2 separate regions of the Canis lupus genome follow, and region 1 is linked to region 2. A link is a contact called in public Hi-C data. All regions are on one chromosome and are shown on one strand. The core of a region is the stretch at or near the end of the contact, and the rest is flanking DNA. Distances in the headings are between cores, read along the strand shown. Region 1 has its middle 16 kb from the start of KCNE2. Region 2 has its middle 6.5 kb from the start of ATP5PO.

The links. Hi-C and Micro-C count contacts between places; a contact is called where the count stands out from the background.
Region 1: a Hi-C map of liver shows a contact between it and region 2, with 5 times the contacts expected there. The contact joins two enhancer-like sites. A contact is called at or near these places in 6 of 9 Hi-C or Micro-C datasets (amygdala, blood, liver and 1 more).

The regions. Positions count from the first base shown.
Region 1 is chr31:29,439,026-29,445,956 of UU_Cfam_GSD_1.0, forward strand. No RefSeq gene overlaps it. Among named protein-coding and RNA genes, the nearest start is that of KCNE2, 16 kb to the right of the region's middle. Within about 2 kb of position 3,621, at least 5 of the 20 cell types and tissues checked have an H3K27ac peak or open chromatin away from gene starts, as enhancers often do.
Region 2 is chr31:29,070,615-29,077,048 of UU_Cfam_GSD_1.0, forward strand. No RefSeq gene overlaps it. Among named protein-coding and RNA genes, the nearest start is that of ATP5PO, 6.5 kb to the left of the region's middle. Within about 2 kb of position 1,962, at least 10 of the 20 cell types and tissues checked have an H3K27ac peak or open chromatin away from gene starts, as enhancers often do.

The DNA.
Region 1 (6,931 bases), core at 2,371-4,870, 370 kb after region 2:
GTCTGGCTGGGAAAGAGAGACAGAACTTATTTGGGAATCGAGGACAATCTCTCCAGCAAATTCCTTTCTCCCACTCCTGCAACCACTACCTCCTCTTCTGAAATGTTGAGGTCTGGTGCAAAATTAAAACTGGTCTTGAGTTATGGGTTCCTCCTAAATGCTAGCTTCTCATAAATATAAATCCAAACCCCACAGAAAACAAACTCGGGGAGAGCTGATTCCCAGAAGGGTAACCAGGAATTTTGAATTTGAGGCAGGTTCTAAAAACTCCTGGACACTGATGTCCCTATCATAGCCAAGACCCTGTGTGACATCGTGACGTCCATCTTTCGCTCCAAGCCGGAGCTTGTAGTAATGACATTCTTGAAACCACAGAGAAGCAGTAGCTCGAGGGGGGAGAGGGGCATTCATTTTTTTTTCTCTTCATTTAATAACCATTAATGAAGCATCTGCTTGGATGAGATGCTGCATCTGGTACTGCAAGCCTTAGGAGGGGTATGACACAAATCGTTGGCATCAAAATCCAACAAAGGTGGAATTTCAAGATCCATCACGATAGGTCTGGGATGGCAGGGAGAGTTGAAGTTTACTTGGTACACATTTGCCGAGGGAATCATGAATAAGGGGGTGGAGAAGGAAGCCTGCTTCAATGACTGAAGTCAAATCTCAATCTAAAATTCAACGCAGGTGAACTTGTGCTCAAACTTACGGCAAGGATCACAAACCATCCCACTTTGCCTGGGGTCGAGGGCATTCCCATGGATGCAGGATGGAAAAGAATTCCCAGACAAACGAGGATAAGTCAGACTGCTTGTTGAAACCTCAAAGAAAAGGGAATTAGGGAGGAGAAGACCTGACTAGGAAATATGTGAATTAGGGAAATAAGAGGGCTCTGGGAGCAGAGGCGTGTAAGAAGCACTTGCCTTCCCCCGTTCATGTTTTCATTCGGGAGAACAAAGGACCAGAACATAATTCATCCACACAGGAAGAAACAGGGCAATTAGGAGATTATAAGGAGTTGGGCATCGCAAGCAAAACAAGAGGACTTCAGTTCTTAAAATAGCCCTAAACAAGCTCGGTAGTAAACACAACTGCAGATATGTTTGAACTTCGTCTCCGCAGAGAACTGCAGAGAGAGATTCATGGGTTTTAAGCATCCAAAATGCAGTAAGGGCCTGGAACAGTTATCTGTTTCTCAAGAACGTCCATATTTGGAAAAGTTGAAGTTAGGATAACCAGCAATTTTAAACAGTCGACGTTTAGTGCAAAGGTTCTACATCCTACCTAGATGTGGCATTTGCTTGCTTTTTTGCTGTCGAGTATAACCCTTGCAGTAAGATGTGCAGATGTTAACATTGATGGATTTTCTTTTTAAGAAAGCAAGGATGTCTGCTATTTTTTTTTTTTTTAAAGAGTTTAATGTGCTAGAAATGCTATAGTTGGGCTGGTGATAGGAGAATCAGCAGAGGGCTTCTGTGAAAAGTCTAGCTGGTCCTCGCAGAGGGAAAGGCTCCGCATTGGCGCCACTCGGTGTCCACTATGCGAATTTCAGGTATAAAACCCAGGGAGAGGCATAATTGCTCAGAAAGTGACAGGAAAGGCCACTTTGATCACCCGAAACAGTATTTTATGCACTCTGCGTAAAATAGCGACCTACATCTTGGTCTTTTATCCTGACACTTTTGGGTTTGATCATGACTTCCCCAGCCGTCTTTCCTTATCTGTCGGACGGGGCGTATTGTGCCAGCTTTGCAGACCGGGGTAAAGACCAGAGGCCCTGAGATGTAAAGCGCCTCGCACGTTGCCTGGCACACAGTAGGTTCTCAATAACTGGAAGTAGCTGAGCTGGAGGCAATGAGTGTTGACAGTATTGCTGGGCGGGAGGCCGGCTGAGCCTGGGAAAGTTGGCTGTGGGCTGCAACGTCAGATTGTATTTGAACTTCGGTGCTGTTAGTAATTTCCTGAGAGAAGACAATGCATTAAGAGCCATGTGAGAATTGGAAAGTGCAGCTGGAGCCTGGTTTCTTCAATGGCAGCAAAGCGCAAGGTCAAGTTTCCTGGGTGAGATATTACCACCACCACCCCCTGAGGCTTGAACAAGGCTCTTCAGTCCTGCCCAAACTTTGACAAGTTTCCAGAAGTGTGATAAAGCGGAGGCAGCTCTGCCTGAGACGGGGACACAGAGGAGATGGTGAGAATAACAGAAGAAGTGGATGAAGGGACAAGGGATGGTCAGGTCCCTCCTTAGCATCTGGCCCCTTCCTATGCAGAATCAATCGGCTGGGCCCCATAACCTATAAGGCCTTGTACAGTTCTAATCTTCTAGAGTCCTCAGGGTTCATAACTCCAGGTACAAAACATAGAGGTTTGCTGGTGGAGGATACGGAGCAACTAGAATTTTCTCTCATTGCTGGTCAGAATGTAAAATGGTACAGCATCTCTGGAAACTAATTTTGGCAGTTTCTTATCAAACTAAAACATGCATCTGGGATCTGATCCAGCAGGTGCACTCTTGAATGTTTATCTCCGAGAAATGAAAACTTAAATGCACGCCCAAATCTGCACATAAGTGTTCATAGCAGCTCTATTCACAATAGCAAAATACTGAAAACAACTCAAAGACCCTTCCGCAGGTAAGCAGGTGAACATCTGTTTATGTTCTAGAGTCCTATTCAGCAGCTAACCATGGACATACACAACCCACATGGATTGCACAGGCATCCTACTGAATGGGGGAAAAAAGCCAGTTCCATGAGGTTATGTACTGTGTAATCCTATTTCTAGAACATCCCAGAAGTGATGGATTTATGGAGAGAGCAACCAGGGAATAAGGGATGGGAGAAAAGGGTGCACGTGGACAAGGGGGGAACATGTGAAGTTTAGTTCCTCAGTGGTGATGGGACAGTTCTTACCCTGATTTTTGTGCTGCTTCCACAAATCTATGTATCAGATGAGGTTGCATCAAACCACTCCCCCACCCCACCCCCCAACACAGATGAGTGCAGGTAAAAATGGTGAAATCTGAATTTGGTCTGTGGACTAGTAAACAGCACTCCATCAATACCAGTCTCCTGTTTTTTTTAAAAAAGATTTATTTATTCACAGGGGAGGAGGAAGTGGGGAGAGAGTCTTAAGCAGACTCTGTGCTGAGCACTGAGCCCCTCATGGGGCTCCATCTCACGACCCTGAGATCAGGACCCGAGCCAAATCTAAGAGTTGGACACCGACTGGAACCGACTGAGCCACCCACACGCCCCTGGTTTCCTGGTTTTGGTATTGTTTTATAGCTATGTATGATGTCACCATTGGGGGAAACTGGGTGAAGGGTAGGTGGGACTCGGCATTTTTGCAACTGCCTCTGAGTCTATCATGCTTTCAGGATAAAAATAACACAAAAAGATGTATATGGAATGGTTGTATTCATGACTCTCTAAAATAAAAATTAAAAAAAAAAAAAAAAGAAATCAACCCCAAGCCTTGCAGAGGGCTGTTGGCAGGGAGGGCCGGTGGGGAGGAGGGCTCTCCCGCCCAGAGCAGCACGTGGCCGTTTTTATCAGCTACACAGAATTGCTCACCTCCGGACTCAGTAGCTTTATGAGTCATGCACGCTTGACGGCGCAGTGGGGACACAGTGTGGTTGTTTTGAACACCGCAGCCTCCGATTTAGACTTTGTTTCTCTAGCCCTAGCAGAGGGGAACCTATTATAAACACCCTGCCTGTCAAGCTTGAAAGACCATAAAAGAGAGAGTGGATGTTGGGAATTCACCAGAGTGGACAGCAGGTGCCCCCCAGCCATCCCTTTCCTGGATACTTGGTAAAGCTGTGCTTTCTCCTTGAGGATGCTAACTGAAAGCGGAGTCTTTCTTTTTTAATTTTATTTTACTGTAGTAAAAACATTCTGCATGCGCTCTTCCTTCTCAATGATCTTTAAGTGCATGATGTAGCATTATTGACTCCAGGTACCAAGTTGAACAGCAAGTTCTCTGGAGCTTTCTCATCTTGCTTGGCGGAGACTTTATATGCCCGTCGGGTGGTAACTCCCCATTTCCACCTCCCTCCAGTCCCTGGCAGCCACCGTTCTACTCTTTGATTCTCTGCACTGACTACTTTAGACATTCCATAGAAGTGGAAACAAGGCAGTGTTTGTTTTCTATGACGGGCTTGTTTCACTCAGTATAATGTTCTCTGGGTGTATTTGTGCTATCATAGAGAAGCTTCCTCTTTTTAGAGGCTGACTAATGTTCCGTCGTATGTGTCCACCACACTTTCTTCATCTGTTGATCTGTTGATGAACTCATAGGCTTTCTCCATGTCTTGGCTGTTGCGACTAGTGCTGCAAAGAATATGAGAATGCAGACATCCCTTCGAGATCCTGATTTCGCTTCTTTTGCATAAATACCCAGACCTGGAATTGTTGGATCATAGGTTCGTTCTAGTTTTCACTTTTTTGGAGGAATGTCCACACTGTCTTGTGTAGCGACCGTACCATTTTGCATTCCCACCAACAGTGTGAGAGGGTTCCCGTTTCTTCATATTCGCACCAACATTTGTCATTTTGCTTTTTTTTGATAGCGGCCATCCTGACGGGTCTGAGGTGAAGCAAATTCCTAAAGCTACTACTAGCTTTGGAAACCAGCAGAGGCCTAGAGATGGTTTTCTCCAAGACCAGGCAAGGAATCATGGGTTTGTTCTAAATTTTCAAGGACACAGAGTTCTTAGAAAAGATTTTGTATGGGAATAGGTGCTTCCCAGGGAGTGCCTGGGGTTCTCTTCTTGCCCTGGAGACTTTTTGGCCTGGGCTTCTGTCTGAATTAGATATAGAAGCCCCAGAGAAACCCCACTCAACACTAGTGCCCAAATGAATGACTTAGGAATGAGGAGAGATGTTGCCAATAACACATCTGGAAAGAGTTTCATTGGATGCACTAACAGGACCTGGTTTCTAAGCAAAGATAGACCTGATTCTTGGCAAAACCAGAAAAAAGACCCCTTCCTCTGTCCTCTTCTTCACGTTGATCTGCTTTTCCCTACAAGGGAAAGCTTTCCCCGGCTCCTGGGAGTGAACCCCCGTGGCTGTCCCTTGGGTTCCAGGCTTCCCTCCCACCCTTCTGCCTGGTTTTAATTACCACATACCTATGGCCCACACGCTGAGGATTCTTATTTGCTCTGATTCTCTTTCTCACTGAAAATCATCTTTGTGGGGGGCACCTGGGTGGCTCAGTTGGTTGGGCATCTGCCTTTGGCTCAGGTCATGATCTCAGGGTCCTGGTATCGAGCCCCATGTTGGACTCCCTGCTCAGAGGGGAACATGCTTCTCCCTCTGCCCTTCCCCTTCCCCCTCCACTACCTCCACTGCTACTTACTGTCTCTCTCTCTAAAATAAATAAATAAATAAATAAATAAATAAATAAATAAATAAATAAAAACTTTTTAAAAGAAGTGATCTTTGTGAAGGAACTCTAGTATAATGGCAAAGTGTCATTTCACTCTGGATTAATGTCCCAGGGAAAGACACTACTAGTGATTCTGGGATGACACCTGCCCTCATGCACTCCATTCTGTCTTCATTTTCGCTAATAGAAGTTGAAGATAGTATCTCCTGTCATTTGGGCCCAGGTCATCTATCTTTGTGTACTTTGGGCCTCCCTGAAGTCGAGTCATGTCAAGGAAAGTAGAGCATGATGAAGCTGAGGTGTCCTCTGGCATTCTACTGTGAAGCAGGCCTCCAGTTTCTTGCTGGCCAGAGTCTCATCCCCAGAAGCTGGAAGCCTACAAAATTGGGGGAGTTCCTGGGTGAAGGCTCCATCTGTAGAGGATAAACTTTAACAACACCTAGTTTGCTCTATCAAAAGCAGCATCTCAAAAGCATCCTACCTCCTTCATTGTGAAACAAAAGAAGCCCCACATGTTGGGGGAGTGGAGCCTTGATGAAGCCATATTTGTTGGAAATGATCAAGCTTCTTTTCGACTTAAAGAAGAGAGAACATTCGAGTAACTCCTCAGTCAAATGGTGTCACTGCTTTCAGGGACATTGTCAGCTCTTCTAATATTCTGAAGCTGGGCACAGAGAAATTAGAAAATCAGTGTGCAGCTGCATGAAAGTACCAGTGGTTTCTCAGCACAACCAGCTCCAGCTTTTCATAAAACCGTTAGGCTCGTGCTAAAACCTCAAAGAAAACTTCCTATTTTATAAGTCCCATTTGGAAACTTCACTTTGGAAATTAATGCTCTTGCAATGAGGCAAAGTTTCTTTTCCAAGTATCTTTTTGATTGGGAGAATAATCTTGGTACCTTGTAAATAGATGAGGTGGTGGGTTTCATCGGTTCTGGAATTGAGAATTGAAGTCTTTTCCGAGTTTGGGAAGCACGGAGAGCTTTTGTTCAGCCAGACTTGGGAAAAGCAGTACAGACCAAGCTCTTGCTGTCATGGAGCTCAAGCTTTAGTTAGAGGCAGGAAAAGTAAATAGCAAGCAATAAAATAGGAGAAGTTCAAAATTCAAAGATGTTCCGCACACAGAGTGCAAGCTGTGCACAGACCCCATTCCCACTCTAAGTCAGGGCATCCTCCCACCATGCACTGCCTGACCTATGCCACAGTACGTGGCAGCCCTGCACAACTCAGACAATAAAACATGTTACAAGGAAAATAAAGTAGAGTGACTGGGGACTAGGGTGGGTGCGTGCCAGGGTGACAGGCTGGGACAGCAGGAAAAAACCTGAGAAGATGTCATTTGAAGTGACAAGAAGTGAGCTGTGCTAAGATCCAGGGGAAGAGCATTCCAGATAGAGGGAACAGCTGATGCAAATGTGCTGCAGTCAGCTGAATAATGGCCCCTTGAGGACCTCCACACTCTAATCCCTGGGGCCTGTGAATATGTTACCTTATGTGGTTAAAGGGACTTTGCAGTTGTGATTGAATTAATAGTCTTG
Region 2 (6,434 bases), core at 712-3,211:
TCTCTCTCATGTGTCTCTCTGTGTCTCTCATGAATGAATAAATAAATAAAATCTTTTAAAAAATTGTTAATCTAGGTGTGGCCAGTAGAGTCAAAGGGACGTGCCACAGGCTGTCAGCGCGGGCCACAGTAGTAGCAAAACCCAAACGTCAAATCTCGACTTTTTAATTTTATTCTTTCAATTCCAAACAAATACTTTTCACAGTTTTATTTTCTCTACAAAGGCACCATGTGTTGGCATGGAAAACAGCAGCATGGTGTCATGAGACCCTCAACTGCATGTTTTAATAAATAAAGTGACTTTCTCCTTGACCCAGCAAGCAACTCAGAAATCTCAATGTTCACCATACTCACTTTAAAAAAAAATATTTTAAAAAATATTTAAAGTTTTTAAGTAAATTTTAGTTAACATATAGTGTAATATTAATTTCAGAGGTAGAATTTAGTGATTCATCACTTACATACAACACCCAGTGCTCATTATATCACATGTCCTCCTTAATGCCCTTCACCCAGTTACCCCATCCCCCCAATACCTCCCCTCCAGTGACCCTCAGTTTGTTTCCTCGAGTTAAGAGTCTCTTATGGTTTGCCTCCCCACCCCTTCTCTTTTTCCTTTCCCCTATGTTCATCTGTTTTGTTTCACTTCAAAACAGAGGAAAAAAAAGGAAACAAATGTCTTCTCATAAAAGAATGGTTTTAAAAGTGCAATATTATGCAGCCATTACAATGAAATTAAAAAAAATACTTAACAAGATAGAAAAATATTTGATGACACTGAGGAAAAAATTTACAAACTACATTTTGTATTTTTCTATAATGAACATGTGTCGCTACCATAATCAGGAAAAAAAAAAGAGATGCCATGATCCTGTCACTTACCTATGTGCCTCATTAAGAAGAGATACACCTGTCCTAGTTTCTGATAACATTCAGCCTCTGACATGAAGAGGAATGACTTGAAGTTGACACGTTCCATGAAGGACCAGCTTCCAAAGTTGGACCAAAGCACTTCCGAGATGTCTTTCCAAGTTTGGCTTCAGCCTTGACTCCACCAGCCTCAGGACATTTTTCTTTAGCTTTGCAGAATACATACTGAGGATGGTATCTTCAGAACAAGTGATGGTAATAAGATTTTCCCTACATGTTTTGTTACATTGAACGGACCTGGGAAATATTTGCATTATTCGTGTCTTTTTTTCTCTTGGGCTGAATTCTGCATCAATTTTCTCTTTCTTTTTGTTTTCTTCTCTGGTGAATTTATTTTGAGAATCATGCACGGATCCCTAATAGCAGTCCAGCGCCCTGTACTTGCTCAGGGCTGCAGGCTGGCAGCTCCACTTCAGAACTTCATACGTAGTCTACCTTTCTATTTAAACCTAAGAACAGGAAAATGACTTTGGCAGCTTTCTAACACAGGTCTATGGCATTTCCCCCATTGGCAAATTGAACTCCAATAAAAAAAATACAATTAAAAAAATAAAGGGGGGCTTTAGGGAGGCCCTGGTAATCAGCAGGAGGCCCCTGAGCTGGAATGGATCGGGCTTTGAACAGGAAAAGATGTTGAGGAAAACACAATGGGATTCCAGGTACTGTGACCATACAACTTTACCTGTTTATCTTTAGGGTTTGGGGCATCTGCTGCAGAGGGAAAGAGGAACGAGCAAATAAAACACAGTAAAAAAAGGCTTGGTGGCTTTTCTGGAGTCCTTGGAGAAAGCTGTGTTGGGGGTGGTCTGCAGCATTGACCATCAGGATCTGAAGGTGACAGAGGGAGGACCGGCTTTGGGGGAACTGGTACCCCATGCTGGGCACTGGCCTCTTCCTTCCCCTTCCTCTCAAGGCCTGTGGGTCACACCACCTTCAATCGGTCACCAACTCAGCATTCAAGGTCACTGCTCTGGCTTAACCTAGTCCAGGTTTCTGAAGAATCATCCCGACACTGGGGGGAGCCATCTCCTCACGTTGCAGACCCAGCCTCTGGCCTCAATCAATTTCTTTCTAGAGCTTTCCCTGTTCAAACCTCAGTGTGAGGAGCTCAGCAAGCAGGAATCAGGGTATTGTGAGACTGACCAACAAAACAGTCCCTGAGCGATGCTCTCATGCAGGCTGTGCGTGTTTCTGGGTCAGGCAGGTACAGTCTCCTGTTCCCACTGCCCAACATCAGGGCAGAAGCTCGCCCCTCCAATGTCCCTTCAGCTCCTCACCCGGCCCCCTGGGCCCTCGCACTTTCTGCAGCAACAATCAGCTCTCAGGACGTAATGGTAAACAAGAAAGCATTGAACACCATTTACTTAAAAAGAAGAAAAAAAGAGCATGTATATTTGGTGCAAATAAAAATGTGAGCACACTAAAGGCTTTGTAGAGTTTGGTGTGAAACAGGAAAGTATACGGTAAAAAAAAAAAAAAAAGGAAGGGGAGGAATTATACATTTTTTTCTTTGCACAAGTATTTGGCTGTAGTAAAAGTGAAAGTAAAAGTCAGGGCGAGGAATGCAGGCAGCCTGGAAGGGACTTGCTCCCAGAAAGTGGGGACCCTGGCACCGGTACGTAGGGTTCAGTAGGGTTCTGAACCACCCAGGGAAGAGACGTGATCTTCCTGGATCCCACAGTGGGATGAACTTCCCAAGATTGTTGATAAAACGTGGTGCCAGAGCAGTCATTTGTTGTTTTAACCAGTGAAGAAGCACCCAGAGAGGAATGGCTGCTTTGAGGTTCCTGGTTAAGTGAGGCTGGGGCTCTGTTTGGGGTCATGCAGTTTGGTGCCAAGAAAGCAGAGAAGAACACAGGGAGCCCGGTGGCCACAGCTGACCCCATGGGGCTGGGAACCACACAGTTGAGGTGATTTGAGTATAAAGGAAGCTTTTTCTACCTCCAGGTTTAAAGGTAGCCATGGTTTCTATAGCAAATGAATTAGTGTGACCCTGAGAATGGCACCTGTGACTCAGGAGTGGTAAGGAATCCTGAAGATTTTCATTTGCTGAGTACCTCCCTTGGGGGTGGGGGTGGGGGGCAGATGGGGCTGGTGACATATTTCTGTGGATTTTGATCCTAAGCATAGGATTGTGAGGCTGGATAAAAGCATTACCTATTTTGAGTTTTTTAGGAAATAAGGGAGTTAGGAGTGGGCTGGCCTTTGGAGACTGACATCAAGTCTGCAGGAAAACCGAGGAGTCCAGATCATCTATATTGTATGGCTTAAAATGGGATAGAGGACCATCTCCTAATTCATTCATTCATACGAGCATTAATTCATTTAGCAACCATCCACTGTGTGCTAGAGATCATGACAGATGCTGTAGGGAATGAGGGTAACCAAGACAGATCCTGCCTTCGAGGGTGTGTTGCCAATTCCCTTTGAATCGTTTTTAACTTTAAAAAATCACCTTTCCTTTGTTATACTCCAGAAGAACCTGGTATGAGCGTTTGTCTAAAAATCAAAAGCACTAAATTGCACATAATTTTATAAACTCTGGGCTTTCTTTAATCTTTGAGTCTTTCCAAGCCCCAAAGAGACAGCAAGCTCCTCCTGTCATATCTTGGCAACTAATTGAAGCAATGAAAGGGAAAGAAATGATAAAAATAAATCATTCCAGTTGGCGGAGCATTGCTGTGTGGTTCTCCAAACAGTTGTTCATCAGAAATGAAATTGGTACCATCTTGATGGTACTGGATCACATTGGTCCCCTTGTGATGATGACAATAATACCTGTTCTTTCCTCCTGTGAGGTGTGACAATGCTGTGCACCCTGGAATCGACCGAGTTTATATAATCCAGATCTACTGACATTCTTGAGGCATGGAAATTTTCCTCTTTTGTGTTTTAACTCCAGAAGTTTCTCGAGAACATTCTAGAAGTAGACTTGTGGGCAGTAGCCATCACTTCTGGCTCCTGATTCAAATCAACTGTGGAACTTAAAAAAATACAGATAAATACTAAAGACATGAATTAGAATCTACATGTATATTTCATTTTTAATTAATTGCTGAGCTTGAACGTTCAATGATTGGGTAGGGATGAAATAAATCATAGCATAGCTATGATGGAATACTATACTGCCATCTAAAGTTATGGTGAGGAAGAATTTCCTGAGTTGAGAAAATATTCATAATGCATTGTTAAGTTAAAAAAAGCAAGCTCAAAAGAGTATTAGGTGTACAACAGGATGATATTTTTGCTAAACCATCCTGTGTTTGTATGCATCCTACAGAAGATCAGAGGGAACAATGCAAATATGTTGAGGGTGGTAACCTCTGAGTGGTGATTTTTGTTTGTCTTTTCCTTTGCTTTCCTTGTTTTCTAAGTGTTAAGCATCAGTCATATATTACTTTTACACTGAGGAAAAACTCAATAAATGTTGATGGTTCCCTCTTCAAGAACAACATGATGAAAAGGAGCAAAGAAGTTAGATACACTGCTTCATCTGTCCATCCATGCATCCGTCCGATCCATCACCCACCCATCTATCCATCCATCCATCCATCCATCCATCCAACATCCATTCATCCATCATCCATCCATGTATCTATCCATCATCTATTCATCCATCATCCATCCATCCATGCATCCATTTATCCATCTATCCATCCATCCATCCATCCATCACCCATTCATCTATCATCAATCCATCCATGCATGCATGCATCCATCCATGCAGCCATTCATCACCCATCCATCATCTATTCATCCATCATCTATCTATCCATCCATGCATCCATCCATCATGCATTCATCTATCATCCATGCATCCATCTATCCATCCATCCATCATCCATCCATCCATGTATCTGTCCATCCATCCATCACCCATTCATCTATCATCCATCTATCATCCATCCATCCATCCATCCATCCATCCATCCATCCATACGTGCATACATACATTTACTTTTTCATGATTTTTATTTAACCTTAGATTTTTAAATTAATTTTATTTTGTCTTTTTTCCCTATTTATTAAGATGAAAATGCCTTAAGCATCTGCCGTGTGCCTGGCACTGATAATTTTAGGCACTTGGGCAAAGTCCAGTGCTGTGGTTCTCACTTACCCTCCAGCATGCCCAAGAAATAGAGAGGAGCTCATTCAAATGCAGAGTTCTTCCCTTGAGCCTTCTGGAGGAGTAATTCCAGATGGGGCCTGGGAATTTCCTATTTTGAACAAGGGCCCCAAATTGTTCTAAACAGATGATCCCATACCGGCCTTTGAGAACCTAGAAGGAGTGGGCACATTGGTTTAAATAGTTTAAAGCCTAAACTGATGAAAAAAATGTCAGAATGCAAAAATCTGGTGTGTTGGTTCCATTGTGGAATTTGACTTAACTGCCCCCAGGGTGTCCCTGGACCCATGCTCCTTAACCTCATTGTCTTATTGTAGAATGCAACAGGTTAAGTGGGTGACAATTAAAATATACCCAATATATACCCAGCCTCCTTGAAGGATGCAGCAAACACTTTCCTTCCTTAAGAACAGTCAGAGAGCAACAGCGGAAGAAGTAGTAGTAATCCAAATAGCAGCCATCACTTATTAAGGGGTGAGTGTGTGCCAGCCACTCCTCCAGGCACTGTAGACTCATCTACTCAAAATCCATGGGTTACCTATGCATAAGATCATCCCTGTTTTACAGAAGAAGAAACTGAGGTTTAGTGAGGTTAATTAACACATACAGGGTTACTTGGCCAGTCAGTTGGCTTGTCTCCAAGAGTCCGTGGGCTCAACTGCTGTATTGTTCAGCCCCCAACTCTATAAGTGGGCACGAAGCAACCTCCTGATGGGAAGCTGCCTGCAGGGCTCAAGAAGTATTGACCACCCAGGCAGCTTGTGCTAGGTGGCCCCGGCTGAATGCTTCCTGGAGTTAAATTATTATTTAACTTCAACCTTCTAAAACTGTGCCCTTCATGGTTCCAACTAGCACAAAGTTAAAAACACTTGATAAAATGCATAAAACACAGCCAGCAGCGTATTTCCAAATCACATTGTAAGCCAGGCAGCATTTGCCTGAGAAACACATCCTTGGGGGCAAAACAGTTAAGAGAACTTCCATTGAGTCAGAGAACAGGGGCATCTGTTGAGCCAGGACAAGTTGGGGATTCGGGAAGACCTGGGCCCTGCAGAAACAGCCTTGGGAGGGCTTTGACAAATACAGGGAAATTTTACTACAGGTTTTGTTTAGTACCCAAACCCAAGATTGGAAGAAGACTTTTTTTGTTACCCTACCCCCAGATATTTTTCACTCTTTTTGTTAATAGTGTGATGTGCTATTATTATGATTTCAATGTTTTGTTTTATTGAGATACAATTCACATACCATATATTTGCATACCCTTTTAAAACGTACATTTCAGGGGTCATTATAGTCACAAGGTTGTGCTGCTATTACCACTGTCTAATTCAAGAACATTGCATCAGGCCAACGAGAAATGTCATGTCCATTAGCAG